Linked DNA regions of Zea mays: region 2 is linked to region 1. A link is a contact called in public Hi-C data. All regions are on one chromosome and are shown on one strand. The core of a region is the stretch at or near the end of the contact, and the rest is flanking DNA. Distances in the headings are between cores, read along the strand shown. Region 1 holds the start of LOC100381582 (RNA pseudouridine synthase 3 mitochondrial). Region 2 holds the start of LOC100216674.

Region 1 (4,732 bases), core at 1,358-3,857:
CGCCGGCACGGATCCTTCCGGCGAGCGCCGACTCGCTCCACCCGAGCAGGTTGCGCACCAGGTTGAGCGCCCCCTCAGACTGGAAACGCTCGGGATGAACTAGCGAAGCCATGGCGACTACGACGACACAAAGTAGAAGAGCGTGAATGCAAAGAGGCGTAGAGAGCTCGAAGGCGAAAGGGCGCAGCGATTGGGAGAGAATGTGAAAGCGTAACTGCTGCACGCGGGGTGAATCCCTCTTCAAGGTAGACTCTCCCGCTCACGCCCCAAGACGCTACAGGAAATCCCGACCGACGCACACCTGACGCCCAGGCGACCCAGTCTCTGACACGGGGACCCGGGCCCACAAGTCATACAACTGGAGTGCTGGACTTCGAGTGCGGAAAAAGTGAACCGCCGCCCGTGGTACCGTGCCTCTTCATCTCCGCCGCAAGAAACAACAGCCCAGACTATGACACGGGGGCCCGGGCCCACGAGTCATACTCCTTGGGTGTCGGTTCCCGGGTGCAGAAAAAGCGTACCGCCGCACGCGCCGGTAGTGTGCTTCCTCGGGGCCGCGGCAGAAGACAGAGAAGGTGATTTTTTAAACCAATGCAGCGGTATCGAGGCGCCTCGTGCGTGGCCCGGTGAAACCACCAGGTGTGGGGGCCGCGGGTCAGTCAGCTGCGGAGACAAATATGGTAGTTGGCGTGACCGAAGGCGGGTTGACGGGTAGTACGTCAGCAGACGCATGGAAGCGGCGCGCTAATCACCAATCAGGCTATTGGCCCCACCTGCAGGCTCACATCCTCCCATGAGGTGGACCCGGGAGCCACTGTCAGTACCCTAAAACAGGGGTACCCCTTACTACCGTATGAAGACGCAGTACCCACGCGACTATCTTTAGTCGCGTGGTAAAGGAGTTGTGCGTGGGACCAGACCATGGCTCGTCCCAGCCTCGGGCGACTACTCTGGGCCAGCGACAGCTCCCGACCCCTCCACGTGGATGGTTCCGGGGCCGCCACGTGGCCGGAGAAGATGATATACTCCGAGGTATCAACAGTGAGTCCGGACCCCCAAGGAAAAGTGTCGGACCCCTGTATATATAGATTGGGCCTCTGGGTAAGGTCCAGGACCCCACGGGCGCAAACCGGACCCTTAGGATGGGGTCCGGACCCCTCCATGTGGGGTCCGGGCCACTCACGGCAGGGTCCCAGGATTCTGGGATAGAGAATGCCCAGGCCTTAATCAAGGCCAGGCGGGGGTCCAGAGCCGACACGTGTCCGAACCTTATCGTTTACGCTTCTGCTCCCCGCCCAGGCCGAGCCCCGATGCTGCCACGTGGCATGGTGCACGTGACGTAAGCCAACGGGCGGAGCCTGACGTAAGGCCTCCGGGCTACGCGGCCTCTGCATTTATTGCGGATAAGGCGCGCCGCCTGTCCATTCCACTGGCAGGCGGTGTACCGTCTCTGCATTTAATGAGCCCTGTCCATTCCGCTGACAGGCGATGTGCCGCCTCCGCATTTAATGAGACATGTCCATTCTGCCGGCAGGCGGCGACCAGTCCGTTCCGCAGGCGGCGTGCCTGTCCATTCCATTGGCAGACGGTACGCCCATACTGTTGCGTGCACTATGCTCATCATCACTCGCGCGTTACCAAGGAAGCAGCCGTCGTATACCAATACTGCGTGGACTGTGGACATCGAGGCACACAGGAGATTGCACAGGCGTTAGTTACTCCTATAATATATTCCTTCTGTTATGTTCCTAGGCCCACATGTCGGGGCTCAGCATCCTTGTATGTGCCTCACTTGAGCTATAAAAGTGAAGGCACACGACGTTACAAGACAGATTCACTCAGACTCTCAGACTCACAAGTTTATACAAGCTCACAGACTCAATACAACACACAGTGGAGTAGGATATTACGCTCCGGCGGCCTGAACCACTCTAAACTCTCGTGTCCTCGTGTGTTCTTCCACCCTTCAATAGACAGGCAAAACGCTTACGGTGTGTTTGGTTTGACTTTTGGCTTTGGCTTTTGCCCCCTAAAAGCCAAAAGCCAACCAAAGGGCTAGATCTAGGAAGCAGCTTTTTCTAAAAGTCGACTTTCTCGCAGTGCAAATCTGAAAGCACCCCTGGACCTGCTTTTAGTGGCTTTTCGGATGGAACTGTGAAACATATATCGAAGAATTTTTAGCGACTTTTAGTGGTTTACACCAAACGGTTTTTAGCTTTTTAACAGCTTACAGCCTACAGCAGCTTTTTCCATAGCTCACAGCCCACAGCAACTTTTTTTACAGCCACAGCCCAACCAAACAGACCCTTAGTCCACTCCTCATCTTAGGATTTAGGGCGCGTGCGTTCCGCCACCCGGCCGGAGAATTTCCTCTCCGACAGCGTGCGTGAGGCCGTAAGGGCATAATCGGTACAACGCTTCACGGGCCCACCTGCCAGGTCCGCCAAAATTATCCGCGACTTGTTTTGATGAACGAGCAGGCTTAAGCGACCGTTTTTGACGAGTTAAACTTGAAACGGTGTATTTTGTGGAGCGGCAAGATAGAGCGATCCGTTTTGACAAATTCCTCCGACGGAACATCCACACCCCTGGTGGCCGCATCCACCTACGGCTTCCTTTTGGTGCAGCACACCTTCATCGGGCCCTCAGCGACCGACGCCGCCTCCGACGACAGCCCCTGGAAATTGGAAGCCAAACCCAGTGGCCATCGCAAAATCTGACCGCCGGCTACTGGCCTCTCCGTGCGTGTGACTGTTCGTTTGATTTCCAATTGGAAGCTGGATCGATGGAGATCGTGGATGAGAGGAGGCGACGGCGCCCTCTCTACCGGTTATAAAGGTGGCACCGCAGATGCTCCGGTCGGACCCGGCCCACCAGTCGAAACGGAGAGAAGGGTGAAGTCCTCCAACCAAACCTGAAAACGGCGGCACGCGGGTCGACTGGAAACAATACGGACGACTAGTGGCCTACGCCCTGCGGGATGCTGTGCCGCGGCCGACGCCGTCCGGGGCTGTGGCGGTGGCCGACGGCGCTGCGGCGGCTGTCCCGGCTGGCACCGCCTGCGCCTGCGCCTGCCGACCCGGTGGTGGTTCGCGTCGACGCCAACAACGTCGCGCGCTTGGGGGCGCCCAAGCCCCGGCCGAGGCCGCGGCAGTTGCTCTCACTGCCGCCGTTCCCCGCAGGGCAGGACCCTCTCCCAGGAAGGAAGGTGGCGCCGCGACGCGTGACGGCAGTGAGCTGGGTGAAGCACTATTTCGCCGACGTGCCGCAGGAGGCCGTGCAGGCTCATTTCAACAGGAGAATGGTATCTCTCTGCTTCTGCCCCCTTTTTGGACTGGCATTCCTAACCGCCGGAGCTTTGTTTGAATGGTCAGATTTTTTTTCCAATTAGTGTTGATTATGAATTGTTGAACTACTGATGTTATCAATCCTAGTTTAATTACTCATTTCAGTTACTTGCATCAGAACTTTTTTCTTGTTTGATAATAGCAACAGAGCCTCTTTCATATGCCTTAGTGTCTTCATAGCATCAGTTGAACACATAAATTTACTGAGTTAATGTCATAGCAGCTTGCACAACCTGTAGCTGTATGCATCTTTGGTTGAGCATCTAAGATAAAACAAAAACTATTTGCTATTCAGGTTTTTTCTGAGTGCTATGACCACAAGGTTTCAGCTGACAGCATTCGAACTCAGAAGCATCATCTGAAAAAGGTGCCAGCGAAGTATTTGCTCTATAACTCTTTTTGTATGTTGTTGTTGTACTTTGTGAATAAAGTAAATATGGTCCTCAGTTGGTTGCAGATAAAACATAATGATGCTATGGAGCCTGGAATGAGGATTCACCTTCCTGTTTCAGTGGCTGAGAGTGACATAAAGAAGCGTTATGAGACCATTCCGACTGCCACACTGCATCCTAATAAAGATGAGATCGAGTACCTGAGGAGGCTAGTCATCTACAGGGTATTTTTCTCCTTTGTAGGTTGTATTGCTAATGTCGATAGCCGATATATAGACTACATTCAATAATCTACATGACTACATTAATAGAGAAATGCTATTTTCTGTGGATAATAGGCCTCTGTATATCAGCATTTTTTTGAACGTAACGGCAGGAGCTCTGTCTTTCAATTAAGAAGAATATAATTGACCTAGTTTTAAGGAAAACCGGGCCTGAAACCTATATAGAATGCACAAACAGCCCAGACAACCAAAGCCCACACACACACAACCTATCCAGAGTTATCGTTGCCGAGCTTGACCCAAGGGACAAACAACTCCGACTGCGCAAGACGGGCCACACATGGCCAAAGGAAACATCATGATGACGCCTAAATCCAAACACCGACACAGAAGGAGGAAGATCGCGGTGTGTCGTCATTGCCAAGCCTCAACACATCCCACGTGAGGAAGCTCTGATTCTTCACTAACGAGCTTGATCCTCCGCCCTGCCCCCGGCAATTACCCAAACCTCCGAAACAATCTAGCCCATGAAGAAGGGGGTTTCTTAGCTGTCATCATTACCGAGCCACATCCCCTGATGCAGTAGCTTCGACTTCATGTTGCAAAGGCCCACCTTCACCCGCAAATCAGACATCGAGAAGCGAAAGCAACCACCGAAGGCTATGCCGTGGCCAAGACAAACTTCAATGTGACGCCTTCAGGAAGGGACTAGGGAGTGACTTCGGGGACGACACTGTCGCGTGTCCGAGATGGACCGGGCTTTCGCCCA
Region 2 (4,732 bases), core at 1,139-3,638, 190 kb before region 1:
GGAGAACACATGAGATAATTTCCAGTTACATGCTCATTAGTTCATTATCTGTTTCCTTTTTTTAACCAGAATCTATAATCTCATAATCTGTGTATCCAAATATCCAGATTCTAACCACCAACTTCTCCCCACAGCTAGTTTTTTTTATAGACAGCTTTTCAGAAAAAGCCGAACCAAACAGACTCATAGTACTCTCGGAGTTGAAGTCAAGCATTCACCGGAAAAAGTGGTGCAGCCAAAAAAGCTACCGGCTAATGTACAATACCGACGGGCAAGGAAAATGCTATTTACAGAGTGCGGACCCCTTTACTCCGTATATTTTTTGGTATTTTTTAGCTTCTGTCTTCTGGGCATCAAAAGCTGCTGCGAATAGGGGTGGGCGTTCGGGTTACCCGAAAATTTCGGGTTGGGTAATTCGAGTTTTTAAAATTTCAGGTTTTGAGAATCGATACCCGAAATGACAACGGATTTTGCAATACCCGAAAATTCGGGTACCCAAAATTTCGAGTTCGGGTAATCCCGAACTATTGTGTCGGCTTCATAAAAACACATACATCCTATTAAATCAGTATAAAAATATAGTTTAAATAATGATATGCATGGACATATAAAACACAAACAATCTACAATCACAAGTTATGCACACATACACATAATTATAAATGTACAAATTAATAATTAAGCATGACATGTGTACATGACACATGAAAGTTCGGGTATTTCGGGTACCCGATTATGATACCCGAATTACCTGAACTGAATTCGGGTTTTGCAAGTTATTACCCGAAATTCCCGAACAAAATTCGGGTTTCGGGTATTTCGGGTTCGGGTATTCCGGGTTCGGGTTTCGAATTACGGGTTTTTTGCCCAACCCTAGCTGTGAACTACTTCCTTCATTCATAAATATATGACATCGATGACTTTTTTTAAAAAAAATAACCACACGTCTTATTAAAAAATAATGAGTTATTTTTTTGTAATTTGTTTTATCACTTAAGATAGTTTGTGCTTGACTTAAAATTTTACATTTTTGAATAAATATTTTAAATAAGACAAGTGGTCAGAGTTTTCGAAAAAAAATCAACAATGTCATATATTTGTGAACGGATGTAGTACCAAACACCCTAGCTTTTCTGCCCACTTCTATAAGAATCACTTTGATAAAAAACGTCCAAAATCAACATGAACACAGAATCGGTTGAGTCGTCACGATATTAGGAATCCATCGCTTTCTAGATTTTTGAACCCTTTGACAACTTCATCTTCCTCAGCACGTAATCCTCACGATACTCAGATTTTTTCTACAGCCAGATTTTATCCACAACCAAATTCTCAGAAAAGTTGGTGAGAAGTGTGAGAGATGGAATAAAATTAAAAAGAAATAATATAATATGTGATACTTGGTATAGAGTTGAGATATATAGAGAAAATATGAAGACGAATGATTGTGGTATACCATAAAAAAAATGATGATAAAAATAAAATATTCCTTTTAGAGTAGAAATTTAGAGTTGTACGAGTACAAATAGCCTTAGGTAACATAGGCCACAAATTGTATCGTATGTAGCTAACATTAATTACTAGAGACATTGGCAATTTTGTCATTATCATTTATAGGCTTCACTAGTATATCACCGGGACCACAAATCATAGACATAGATAATCACACCAGTCATAAACACGGATGTCATAATAACATTGAGCCAAAACTGAGGGTGACAAAATAGCAAACCTCTCTAATTACTAGCTGCCAAGAAAATTAACTAAAGTTTTACCTACAACAATTACTAGCTAGTGTCTTACCTGCTACTTAACTAACAATTAGTACGAGCTGATTTACCCCTAGCTATGACCAATTTCCATGGAAAAAATGGAAATGTAGCCCCACGCCTGAAATGCGCCGAGACCAATTTTCGTGAACGAAAAAAGTGCCGGTGAAACCAATTTCCGTGGAAAAATAGAATGAGTGCGGTATTATATATCTATACCATTATATAATCTACTGATTTAAACTTTATAAAATCTATCCAACCAAATTATCTATATACTCGTAATATCAACTAAATTCACCAAATAAATTATATATAGACTTAACATAACATCGAAACAACAGTTCAGGTCCTTATCCAGTTATCCTCCACCTCTATTAAATTTAATTGACAATATTATTTCCCACATTCCTCGTGCCTCTCCCCGCGACTCCGCCGTCTACCTCTCTCTCGACACTGTCACTCTCTTCACTCACTTGTGCTGCTGCTGCCATCGTCGTCGATCTCTTGCTCCATAAAAATCGTAGTGTTATATATTAATATACAAGAAATACTCTCCCCGTTTACACCCTTTCTCTCTCATCGCCGCTGATTTCTCCTCCCCTCTGAAAGCCTTTTGACCGTTGCAGTCTCTCTCTCCCTCTGTCCTTCCGTTCCCGGCCACTCCTCTCTCCCTCTCTTCTCTCTCTCTGCAGACTGCACAAAGCCGCCTTCGTCTTCCACTCGTTCTTGTTTACACACACAGCACAGCACAGCACAGCAGCCTCCCGGGAAAGAGAAGGCAGTTCCCTCACTGTCTCTCAGGTATACCTCCGATTCTTATTCTAATGCGAATGCATACACGCAGCTCGCGCGCATCGCTACTTTTGTTCTGTTTTAGTTAATGTTGGCAATCGATGCGGTCGGGGTGAGGAATCTGTGGGGACCAAAGCGAGTAGAGAGAGAGAGAGAGAGAGGCGGAAGGAATGGATTCGTTCTCGTAGAGCTAGCTGCTCCCGATCTTTAGAATTCCGCGCGTCCTCCGAGCGCTCCAAGAACACGTACGCCGTCGCTGGCTTCTCCTATCGGTACGCCCTCCTACTGTTTTATGCTCCGTTCCTCGTCGCCTTTGCTTCCTTCGCACTTCACAACCACGTCTGCCTGTTCCCGCTGACTCGGCCTCCGTTCTACTCCTTTTTTTTCTGTGCATTTTTCTCGTCGCCGTTCGATCTTCGTTGTGGCAACTGGCGAAGGGGAACTGTCCACGGTTCTTGCTGCAGCAGTATTTGATGTTTCTGTTCTTTTTTCCCCCTCTCGTCTCCTCCTGATTTTGCCTCCCGCCTCCTTCGCCTGGTCCGCCGTACCTTCGGCGTTCGTCAGGACTGTGCCGTGCCGTGGGTTTTCAGATTGTTGTGGATCTTTTCAATCAACTAACACATCCTTCGTTTTCGGCGTTTGTTCCGCAATTCCAGCCCTCCTTGTTTCGGCATGGATAGCTGTGGTGCGTTCAGAGGGAGACAGACATTTGTGCCCTTCCATTGTCAGCCGAGTTCGTGGTTTCACGTCTTGGCATACAATGGGCCCTTCTCTGATCTGTTAAAAATCAAAATTTTCAGTGCGGACAGGAGTTTTGTAGAGATTGCCGTTCCACTCCAGTTTTCTTCTCACGCTAGCAAGAGAAAACTGAACATTGGATTCCTAGTAGCTTTCTTTCTCTGAAGCAGTTTCGTTTCCCTGAGCTGCCAAGAGCCCAAGACCTCTCTCTCTCTCTCTCTCTCTCTCTCTCTCTCTCTCTCTGCAAAGAGACAAAGTTATTGTTAGTCATCACCAGATTTTTGGGCCTTAGCTGCAGTTCTGTATGTTTCCTATATTTTTTTTACTTTTGACAACTGCATAGACAACTGAATACTATTACTCCATCCAGTTCCACCAATCTATACAGTGTTCAAGGCTTATATTCGTGCTCTCTTTTCACTGTTAAAATCTTCAGCGGCTGATCCCTGATTTCACATATATGATATCTCTTTATTGCCTTTCATGTCTGTCTATAGTTTAAGGACCCCATTAATGACGGCGAACAAAATGTGCGCATTGTACTAGCACACTGGTAGTTTCAAGGCGCTGTCCTCACCCTGCATCTTACAGTGTCCTGAACTGAATTTAGTTTTAGTTGTCAGGGTCCGTTTACTGTGACCATCATTATGCAAGTAGCAGAAGGTAGGCCCCTTCATCTCTTGCTGGGCCAAGGATGATAGCCTTCACTTTCATGCTTAGTTCTCTTTAGTAAGGAGAAAACAATTTGGTTGCTACCGGACAAATGTGTAGCGCAGTGTAGGGCATGTTGCAGTGGGGCATTTCATTTGCAAAGGATCATCTTTTTTTTTTCTGATGTCTTGTAGCTTTCATTCTACTTTTGGGAATGATAGTTTCAGGGCTTGGTAAGTGGCCAAGTAGACGAATTTCATCTTCTCATGGTTTTCGACTTGCACATGGATAACATAGGCTTTAGTTCCCTGTCGATACATGTAGTAAGTTAGTAACCTTATTGTATATGACCATTTCGCATCATCAATGTTGTTTATGAACTCTCTGAAACTTGCCAAATTGTAGGATTGTGGTCCAGGTCATCTCCCCGTTCGCTGGCTTCAGCAGCAGAGCTCTTGCTGGCAAACAAGTGATCTTTCTACAGTTTTAGGTAATTTCAACAGTGATGGATGAACAACAATACCTGGCTGAAGCTGAAACTCTTCTGTAACATTTTGTCATTTTTCTTCTCACGTTTAGAAGGGCAGGCCTTTGACACTGGGTTTGCTCTCTTCTCATGTTCGAAGCTCGGAGATTATGACACAAGCATGACTGGTCCTTGAAAACTATACACGGCTTTGGAGAGATGGGATGTGCTGCTTCCAGGTTAGAAGATGAGGAAGCCATCAAGATGTGCCGGGACAGAAGGGACTTCATCAAGCAGGCACTGGAGCAGCGCA

Evidence for each region. A called contact is a pair of places that touch in the nucleus more often than the background predicts.
Region 2: a contact with region 1 is called in a Hi-C map of ear, with 2.3 times the contacts expected there. The contact joins the promoter of LOC100216674 here to the promoter of LOC100381582 in region 1. A contact is called at or near these places in 3 of 25 Hi-C or Micro-C datasets (ear, leaf and tassel).

What each region holds. Positions count from the first base shown.
Region 1 is chr4:43,718,985-43,723,716 of Zm-B73-REFERENCE-NAM-5.0, reverse strand. It overlaps LOC100381582 (RNA pseudouridine synthase 3 mitochondrial), which reads left to right and starts at 2,607. Exons shown (of 8, transcript NM_001412104.1): 1 at 2,607-3,304; 2 at 3,643-3,714; 3 at 3,795-3,963. The coding sequence starts at 3,823.
Region 2 is chr4:43,913,587-43,918,318 of Zm-B73-REFERENCE-NAM-5.0, reverse strand. It overlaps LOC100216674, which reads left to right and starts at 2,388. Exons shown (of 6, transcript NM_001348782.1): 1 at 2,388-2,573; 2 at 4,359-4,443; 3 at 4,580-4,732. The coding sequence starts at 4,639.